3 separate regions of the Rattus norvegicus genome follow, and all the other regions are linked to region 3. A link is a contact called in public Hi-C data. All regions are on one chromosome and are shown on one strand. Each heading gives the region's core, a stretch centred on a gene start, on an enhancer-like site or on the middle of the called end of the contact. The rest is flanking DNA. Distances are from core to core; before and after follow the strand shown.

Evidence for each region. Hi-C and Micro-C count contacts between places; a contact is called where the count stands out from the background.
Region 1: a contact with region 3 is called in a Hi-C map of liver, with 4 times the contacts expected there. The contact joins the promoter of Mrps10 here to the enhancer-like site in region 3. A contact is called at or near these places in 9 of 12 Hi-C or Micro-C datasets (the A7r5 cell line, the Rat2 cell line, Schwann cells and 5 more).
Region 2: a contact with region 3 is called in a Hi-C map of the A7r5 cell line, with 3 times the contacts expected there. The contact joins two enhancer-like sites. A contact is called at or near these places in 6 of 12 Hi-C or Micro-C datasets (the A7r5 cell line, the Rat2 cell line, Schwann cells and 3 more).

What each region holds. Positions count from the first base shown.
Region 1 is chr9:21,121,066-21,124,323 of GRCr8, reverse strand. Mrps10 (mitochondrial ribosomal protein S10) reads left to right here and starts at 1,871. Exons shown (of 7, transcript NM_001389252.2): 1 at 1,871-1,951. The coding sequence starts at 1,904.
Region 2 is chr9:21,142,112-21,145,317 of GRCr8, reverse strand. The region is part of intron 10 of Trerf1 (transcriptional regulating factor 1); the gene reads left to right. Among named protein-coding and RNA genes, the nearest start is that of Mrps10, 21 kb to the right of the region's middle. Within about 2 kb of position 1,782, at least 2 of the 93 cell types and tissues checked have an H3K27ac peak or open chromatin away from gene starts, as enhancers often do. A contact at or near this core is called in the A7r5 cell line, where this site is marked.
Region 3 is chr9:21,443,463-21,446,451 of GRCr8, reverse strand. No RefSeq gene overlaps it. Among named protein-coding and RNA genes, the nearest start is that of Ubr2, 35 kb to the left of the region's middle. Within about 2 kb of position 1,646, at least 37 of the 93 cell types and tissues checked have an H3K27ac peak or open chromatin away from gene starts, as enhancers often do. A contact at or near this core is called in the A7r5 cell line, Schwann cells and liver, where this site is marked.

The DNA.
Region 1 (3,258 bases), core at 622-3,121, 320 kb after region 3:
GCCTGAGGGGCAGGAAAGTAGTCCGTACTCACAGGCCTTCCATCAGTTTGTACCATCTGGACCAAATCATTCTTCGCTTAATTCTCTGGCCTGCCAAATAAGACGACTAGTGTCTGCCAAATAAGATGACTAGGTAGACACTAGTCATCATGCAACTTTACGTTGGCATGATGCTTTATTGAGATGTAAGACTCTCAGAGAGAATCTTCCCTCAGGAGGGAGATCCTCAAGCCCAATGACCAGTCCGAGTCCACAGGCTGCAATCAGCAAGAGGATTTTTATTGATCAGGATACACAGGTATCTGTGGGCGTCCCAGTCAATTTGGAAGACTGGCGCGCCTAGCAGAACCAGGGATGGGTTTTTATAGTGTATTGGGAGCAGAAGCAGGCTTACAGAAGCAGATGCATGGTTACAGGGATGTGATTGGTGGAGTAAATGAGGCATACGTGTATGTTACCTATTTTGGCTATAATCATAACAGTGAGTTAGCAAAAAGTACATGGTAGTCAGGGCTTCCGGGGGGTCAGGGACTTTTTCTTTTTCCTGTCAGGTGGCCCATGGAGCAGTGCCCATAATTTAGTCTGGTTTCTGCATTTTGTTTTCTTTTCTGGTCTGTTTCGTCTAAATGATGGGTCAGCTTGTCCCACATATCTAAAAACTTACTTTTTATTTCTATAGTTGAGGGCCTTGGGCTTGTACAATTCCCTTTCTGGGAGGGGGTCTTTCAGAGATACTGTATCAGCTGGGTTTGTGTGTCAAGTTGACACAAGCTGGAGTCATTGGAGAGGAAGGCGCCTCAGTGGAAGATGTGTCTCCATGAGATCCAACTGTAAGGCATGTTCTCAATTGGTGATCTATGGGGGAAGGTCCAGGCAACTGTGGGTGCTGTCATCCCTAGGCTAGTGGTCCTGGGTTCTATAAGCAGGCCGACTGAGCAAGCCATGGGAAGCAAGCCAGTAAGCAGGAGCCCTCCATTGGCATCTGCATCAGCTCCTGCTCCCAGGTTCCAGCCCTGCTTAAGTTCCTGTCCTGACTTCCTCCAATGATATACTATGATCTGGAAGTGTAACTAAATAAACCCTTTTCTCGCCAGCTTGCTTTTTGGTTATGGTGTTTTGTCACAGCAATGGAAACCCTAACTAAGGTAGATACTTTGTATCGTCCTCATTAAATTGATCCTTATCCATTTTCCCAATAACCTTTTAAGAGCCAGGATGTAGAAGAGATGCCACAAATTCAGGATGAGTTTATCATATAGCATTTAATCTCATTTAATCCTCTACTGCTTTGTCCTCCTCTCTACTTGGCAAATGGAAAAAAAAAAATGGGTTCAGAGTATGGAAGAAAGTTGATCAAGTCACCCACCTAAACAGAAACCAGAGCTCCTAAGTGTGGAGCTTCCATTACGTTAAATGCATGGGAAGGCATTTTGAAAAACACAATTTAGAAATATCCATTAACAAGCCTGGCATTCCGACGGTGTGAACAAAGTTTAACAACAAAATGGCTTCTGCAATAAGGTAAAATGTTAGAATTTGGACTCAGTAGTAACAGCAAATTCCTTTCCAAGTATGCGTTTTGTTGTGTGCGTCTCAAAGCAAACAAACAAGAAACACCCACGACAAATATAATTAGGCTATATAGCATATAGATAGAACCTGGCAGTTTATCCAGACGGCGAAAGCGACGCATCCACTCAAAAACTTAAATGAATGCGTGAATAATAAACAAGTAAATAAATAATAAAGTAGAAATTTAAATTAAAAAAACAAAATCAAGGGGCCACGTCTCTATGGTTGTTTCAGTGCCGGAACACAGGAGACACTCTCTCTTTTTCGAACTCTATGGTTCGAGGGCACGGCTGTGATCCCGGAAGCGATCGTGGGAGGTCAGGGCACCAAGATGGCGGCGCGCGCAGCGTGTGTGGCTGTCTGCCGGCGCCTGCAGCAGGTAAAGGGGTGGTCGGGAAACCCTGGCGGCCGAAGGCGCCGTCGCCGAGTCCCGCTGCTACCCTCTACCCGGCCGGCTCGGAGTGTTCCTCCATAGTTTTTATTAGGAAGGGACAAGATAAGGGCTGATTTTTTTTCCCCCGAGAGACTCAAATTGACAAGATAGGAACTAGAACTATAGAATGTCAGAGCGGGAAAGATGAGAAAAATATGTCCAGAAGCCCTCCCTTCACGTTAGAAAGGGCAGTGAGAACCTTGAGCTTAGAGAAGACAGGAATACTCGGATACTTAGGTGCTGAGCCGGAGCTGGACTCAGAAAGCTCGCGTGGAGTTACATTGAGAGGTCCTCCTCGCCTTCAGGGGTTGGAGAGATTGACTCGAAGGGCCCCAGGAATGGGTTAGATCTCCCTCAAGAGGTTCTTTGAAGAAGGAAAACTTGCCTGATGTTGCACGGCGTGAATCACAGCACTGGGGAAAGGAGGCAGGCGGACTTCTGGGTTCGAAGACAGTCAGGCTACATGTTGAGATCCTGTCGCAAAATAAATAATTAAACAACAACAAAAACTAGGCGGTCTCAAGAACTTTGGCCTCGAGACCTTTGTGGTTTTTGAAAACAAAGCTCAGAACTGGACCTCTAATAGGATTACTTGTAAAGCACGAGGAAGATTGCCCACTAGCCTGGCCTGCAAATTGAGACCCTGTCTTCAAAATAAACGATTTTTTAAAAAGGAAGGGCTGAGACTAGCTCAGTTGCTAGAGACCTCAATGCCTAAAGCTGGCTCTGGGTTGGATCCACAGCAGCACATAACCCAGAGACGGCAGCCCACACCTGTCACACCAGCCCTTGAGAGGTCAAAGCAAGAGGATCAGAAGTTCAAAATCACTCTCAGCTACATACAGAGTTCAGAACCAGAGTGGGCTCCGTAAACTTGTGTCTACAAAAACGTTTATCCTTTATACTAGAGACTGAACCCAGGGCCTTGCGCACACCAGACAAAGGTCCTGCCACTGAACCCCATTCTTAGCCTTCTGTGGAACTCCAGTCCTCTGCAAGAACTGTGAGCGGTCACTTCAGCCTCTGTATCTTCCCAGGTTAAATTAGTTAACACTTTAGAAAGACTGCTTCCCAAAGCAAAAGCAAGTTTGATGGAGAGTAATGCCTCAGTATGCAGCCTCACGGCAGAAGCGGCTTTCTTATTTGTTTTTGCACACCATCTTTTATCATATAGTACAACTCATGCAGCTTTGTAAGACTCCACTGTACACCAGCCAGAGGATGGAAGCAGAAAAGCCTTGAGTAATTCTTAG
Region 2 (3,206 bases), core at 533-3,032, 300 kb after region 3:
CTCTGGCCGTCTCTCACTAGATCCAGTGCTAACCAGTGAGGCTTGGCTGTCCAGAGGTCCCGGGGAGCTGCCTCTGTGGCTCTGGGATACAGCTTCACAGGCTTACGTCACCATGCCAGGCTTTTTTAGTGGTCTCTGGGACTTGAACTCAGATCCTTGTTTTGCAAAGCAAGCAATCACTTTGTAACAGGGCCAACTCCCCACCTTGGTCGGCTATGAGCTTGGGAAAATGACCTGTCCAGATGACTTTATGGTTTCTTTTAAGAAGAAATCTGTACAGAGTTCAGGGAGAATTCAAGTCCTGTGTGGGGCAGGGGAGGAGGAGAGGTGCCCAGTGAGTACCACACATTTAATACCTTGTCCCAACCCCGACACTTGGATGTATAACTTTGGCAGATTTGGGTTGGATATCTGTATTCCGATTTCCCCGTCTGTTACAGCATGGGTATAAAAGGCTGTCCTCTGCAAGGAACTTGTGGTATGGACGGTTGAGGTTCAGGCACTCTGTTCAGTTTCGTTCCTTGGGCTGGAGAGATGGCTCAGTGGTCGAGAGCAATCGCTGATCTTCCAGAGGGGCTGGGTTTTATTCCCAGAACCCACCAAGGGCTGTTCACAATTGCCTGCAACTCCAGCTACAGGGGATCTAATACCCTCTTCTGGCTTCTGCAGGCAGGGCATGCAGGTAGCATACACTAACACACACTCACACACACATTCACGCTCACACACACACTCATGCTCTCACACACTCACACTAATACACATGCACACTCACACACACATACACACTCACACACATACACACTCACACTCACACACACTTTCACACACACTCACAGTCATACACATACACACACTTACACACATACACACACTCATACTCACACACGCATATGTGTGTGTGTATCTCTTCCTCCTGCCTTGTGTTTGCCCAGTTCTGAAGCTGTTGTAAATGTTTCCATCTGCAGTGCATCATAAAATGGCCAACATGTAGCTACAGAGTGTTGCGTGTTGGGGTTTGACCCCCTATCTTTGTATCTCTGAGTCACTTCACCTGGTGATAAATGTTAGGGACTTTGCACAGATTGCCAATTGAAATAAAAGCCCATCTGACGTCCCGAGATGTGCATAGTCACCACATATTTGTGGCTACAAATATGAAATATGTCTTCAGAGTTCTTAAGCCAACAGAGATGGCACTGTGAGAAAATTGTGATTATAGTAAGTACCATGGAACGAGTGCCACTGTTATAAACTTTTATTGTGTAGCACGTCTTACAAATGCCAACGTGGAGGCCATGTCCGCCTAATAGTTAAGACTACAGAGTCCCTGTTCTTTTAAAGGGGACATGCACTGTTTTGCCTGAGACTGGATTTGAAAGGGGATGGGTAACAGGAAGAAGGTCACCTATCTAAAAACCAACCTGTGAGTTCTGTATTAGCAAGGGGCCTTTTTCTAGAAACTACTCCATAATAGGTGTCCAGCCTGTGCAGTTCGCACTGACTATGTAATCATTACTAACTGATCTTAATTAGCTGGCCGGCAGCTGGCCATGTCTCAGCTTGCTAACACCGACTCTTGACTCTGCATCTACACGGACACGATGCCTGTGGATCGCATCACTTTACCTGTGAACAGCACTGAAGAGGGGAAAGTGTTCACTGCCTTGTGTTGGCTGGTAACGTCTCTGTAATTGCCCCACAACTGACCCCTAAATCAAAGCTGGAGAATGGCCGCTATGGTAGAGCTGTAATCCCGGCTCTCAAAGACAGAGACACAGGATTGCCATGAGTCATTGTCCAGCTTGGATGCAGAGTGAGTTTTGGGCCAGTCTGGACCATGGTGTGAAGCTTCGTCTTAAGGGATGGGGGCAGGAGAGGCTATAGACACAGCTCAGTGGTTCAGAGCCCTTGCTGCTCTTCCAGAGGGACCTGGGTTTGATCCCCAGCACCTATATTGGGTGGCTCTCAACAGCCTGTAACTCCAGCTCCAGGGGATCTGACGCTTCTGACTCCTGACGGCACTTACTTGCCCAGACACATATACAAAGACATCCACGTAATCTAAAAATGAATATAAAAAAGCCAGGAGTGGGGCTGGAGAGATGGCTCGGCTGTTAAGAGCACTGACTGCTCTTAACTCTTCTTGGAAGTTACTACTTCTGGATTTTATGAATCAAAGACTCACCTAGACCTGGGCAGCTCGGGACAAGCAAACTGGAACTTGACTGCTATAAGCAGTACAAACAGGAAGGGCCCCAGCAGAGGCAACCGGCCTGTCAGGGAAAGACAGCTTGCCATACTTCTGTTTCCTCACTTGTAAAATGGGATGAGTATTTACAATTTGCATGCTTCTTGTGAATGGTAAAAAAATTCTAGCAAAAATGAGAGAATTCCTGTTTCCTGGTCCTCAGCCACTTCTGGGCATGCCAGGGCCAGCCACCCTTGCTCTACCCTGGAAAGCAGAGAGGAGTCAGGTAGATACTTGAGCAGGAAAGAGAGGAGAGTTTCATAAACTCCCATGTTTAGCCAAGCCTATTGATGCGTATCTGTAATTCATCACTTAAGCTGTGGCTGGAGAGCTGGCTCAGCGGTTAAGAGCACTGGCTGCTCTTCCAGAGGTCCTGAGTTCAGATCTCAGCAACTACATGGTGACTCACAACCATCTGTAATGGGATCTGATACATTTTCCTAGTATGCATGAAGACAGAGTACTTATATACGATATCTGGATAGATGATAGATAGATAGATAGATAGATAGATAGATAGATAGATAGATAGATAGATAGTAAAAAAAAAAAAAAGGAGAAGCTAAGGCAGGAGGATTATAACTTCAAAGCCAGCCTGGGCTACATCATGAGATCTTGTCTGGGAAGCAAACAGAGATAGCAGGAACCCAGGCTAGGTGTGGTGAAGCTCTGCTTCTATGTCCAGCACTGGAGAGGTGAGAGCGGGAGCTCGGGAGTCAAGGGCAGCTTTGGCTACAAAGCAAGTTCAAAGCCAGGCTGAGCTAGACGGAACAAACAAACTTGGAAAGCACTTACTGTTCTTCCTGAAGACCAGGTTCGGTACCCATCACCCACATTAAGCAGCTCATAACGATCTGTAACTCCAGCTCCAGGGAATCCGATGCCCTCTGGCCTCCTTGGACACTAGCTGGAACACTGACTGGAACATGTACACGTAAACTCACACAGACGCCAC
Region 3 (2,989 bases), core at 397-2,896:
GGGATTCTGTCAGAGCAATGCCATTGAGGGGGATGGGGAGGGCTAGAAGGGTTGACTGAGCAGGTGGAGAGGGGTGTGTTTGCGAAGTGGAAACCTCTCTGGAAAGTCAGTTATGTCAAGTGATGTTTTGCTGAGGCACACGGGTGAAAGGGCGTTTTGCTGTAGCAAATGCATGAACAGACACATGATGTTCAGAAGGAATATAGATATGAGCTCGCAGACGGTGGTTTGCTTCGCCCCACCTCGCTATTCTTCACTCACAACATGCGTGTATTGGTTCGCCTTATATTTTGCTGCTGAACTTCCCTTGTGCTGACTTCACGGAGAGAACCTCACCAAGGACCTTCTCAGGAGGTTCCTGTGACGGCTTCTTACTGTTCCCGCAGACTCAGGCTGCTTGGCCAGCTGCAAGGTTTCTTCTGGATTGAACTGCCCTGATTCCTGGGTGATGTCTGCCGAGTGGACTGGACCGAAGCTGCTGATTCCCGTTTGGTGCTTGCTAGCGGAGTGGACTGGAGAACAAAGAAGACTGGAATCACTCCAAAGAACTATTTCTAAACAGGTCCACTTCCCCCATTCCCTAATAACCTTTCTTTTTCACTACCTCTGGTGGGTGGTGGGCTAGAAGGGAGGGTGGACCCCTATTAAAGTAGGTTGAAAAAATGTATGCCAAAATGTCTGTATATGCTTGATGACTTGCGTTTTTTCTTGTATTCTTCAAGGTAGCTGGAGAGATCTGAGAGTTACCCTCTGGCCCCTCCACACTCCCTGTGGCCTGTGTGTACCTGCACTCACACAATCTTGAACACGCAATAAATAACTATTTAAAAAGGAAGCAGTGTGTAGGACCCAGCAGGGATGCAGGTCAGGTGACAGCAAGCTTACCTAGCAAACGTAGGGTCCCAAATTCATCCTTGGGACCATGAGTGTGGGATGATGTTGGATAATAAACATTCTAGACTCACTAAGGCACGGTTCTCCCTCCTCTCACTCCATTCCTGTCCGCCTGCCCGTCTCACCCTGCAGAACAAGTACACCTTTGTACCATGAAATTCCTAACCCGGACTTTAGGGTTCTACACCATTCATATTGCTGCTGTCAGTGGATTGAACATCAACCTTGCCCCGGAACTTGAACACAAGCAGAAGGTCCCGTATTCTCTGTAAAGCCTGAGTTCAAGTCACTGGGTCTTCTGCCTTTGATTCTGCACATTGGAAGGACACCGTTCATCCTCCTCTCAAGTGGCGCTTCAAGCAGAGACAACTGCTCTAGGACTGTGTCTGAAATGACCTTGGAGCCTTCTTCAGATGCGTTTCCTCCGTGATACTGCTAGGAGCCTGCAGGGGGCGCTCCCGTCCAGGGCTGGCCTCCTCGCAGGCAGGCCCGACTTTCGGTGGGGCTGGGCTTTCTTCTGCACGCAGTCTCTCTTTAACAATGGAGCTTGCGTTTGTTTAAAACGGTGTCGGATGGCTCAGCTGGGGGCCCAGAAGTACTCTGTGTCGCTTTGTTATTTTAGGTTTGATAAACAGCTAGGAAGTGACATTTAAAAAGACATCCTCAAGCAAAACTCCAGGAATTAAGCCCTTCCCCTCTCGAGCTATGTAGATTGGGATGCCCTTCTGGCTACCAGCCACAGTGCCACGACAGCAGCCAGGATGCCCGGTAAGATCCATGCCTGCTTTTTAGCCTTAGGGACTCGAGAACGAGAAGCCCCGTGAATTCTTCTGAGGACCAGTCTGAGAAAAACTGCAATTCGATCCCGTCTGAATTTTCTTCCAACTGAAAGAGCTTCTTTTTCAGTCAATAAAATGAAATGCAAAAATAAAGCAAAGACAGGCTCAGGCATAGCTGTTGAATTACCCCTGGTTAATATGTCACCGCTGCATGGAGTAACTTGAATGTCTGAGTCAGTCTTATCAGATGGCGGCAGAATTCCTGGAGAATTGGTATTTCATTGTGGAGGAACCAAGAAATCGCTGGCCTTGCCAACGGGAAAACGGCCTAAAACCAGGCTGTCTGACTTAGCAAATACATATGCAAACAGTTACATGTGAATTTCAGACACCAAACTCAAACATTTCGTCTGACTTGCTCTAGGCAGAGTCTCACTGTGTAGCTTTGACTGGGCTGAAACTCCCTATGCAGCCCAGGCTGGCCTGGAATTTACAGAAATCCACCTGTCCCTGCCTTCCTGGAATTAAAAGTGTGCACCACTATACCCAATCTTACTTAATTTTTAGATTCCCCAAACAAATTTGGTCTTCTTTTGAAATTCAAATTCAAAAGTACAGGTAGGGTGAGACGCCTGTACTTAGGAGGCAGGCAGAGCTCTGAGTTTGAGGCCAGCCTGGTTTGCACAGTGAGTTCCAGTCAGCTAGAATGCGCAGTGAAACTCTGTCTTGGCTCTGGGTGGGGTTGGGGTAGAGGAAGAAGTTAAAATATAAACGAATGTCCTATAGTCTATCTGGTAATACTAACTGGAAAACTAAAAAAAAAAAAAAAAATTTAGACCCGTGGTTCTCAACCTGTGGGTCATGACCCATTTGGGAGAACAAATAATCCTCTCACAGGGGTCCCATATCAGATATCCTGCATATCAGACATTTACATCACAGCTCATAACAGTAGCAAAATTACAGTCTTGATGTGGGAACAAAAACCGTGTTATGGGGCTGGAGAGATGGCTCAGTGGTTAAGAGCACTGACTGCTCTTCCAGAGGTCCTGAGTTCAAATCCCAGCAACCACATGGTGGCTCACAATCATCTATAATGAGATCCGATGCCCTCTTCTGGTGTGTCTGAAGACAGCTACAGTGTACTTATATATAATAAATAAATAAATCTTAAAAACAAAAAACAAAAAACCGTGTTATGGTTGGGGGTCACCACAACGTGAGGAACTGTATTAAAGGGTCAGCATTAGGAAGGCTGAGAGCCAATGCCTTAGAGTTTGAGCATCATCTGCAGACATCGTCACTGTGAAGGGTTT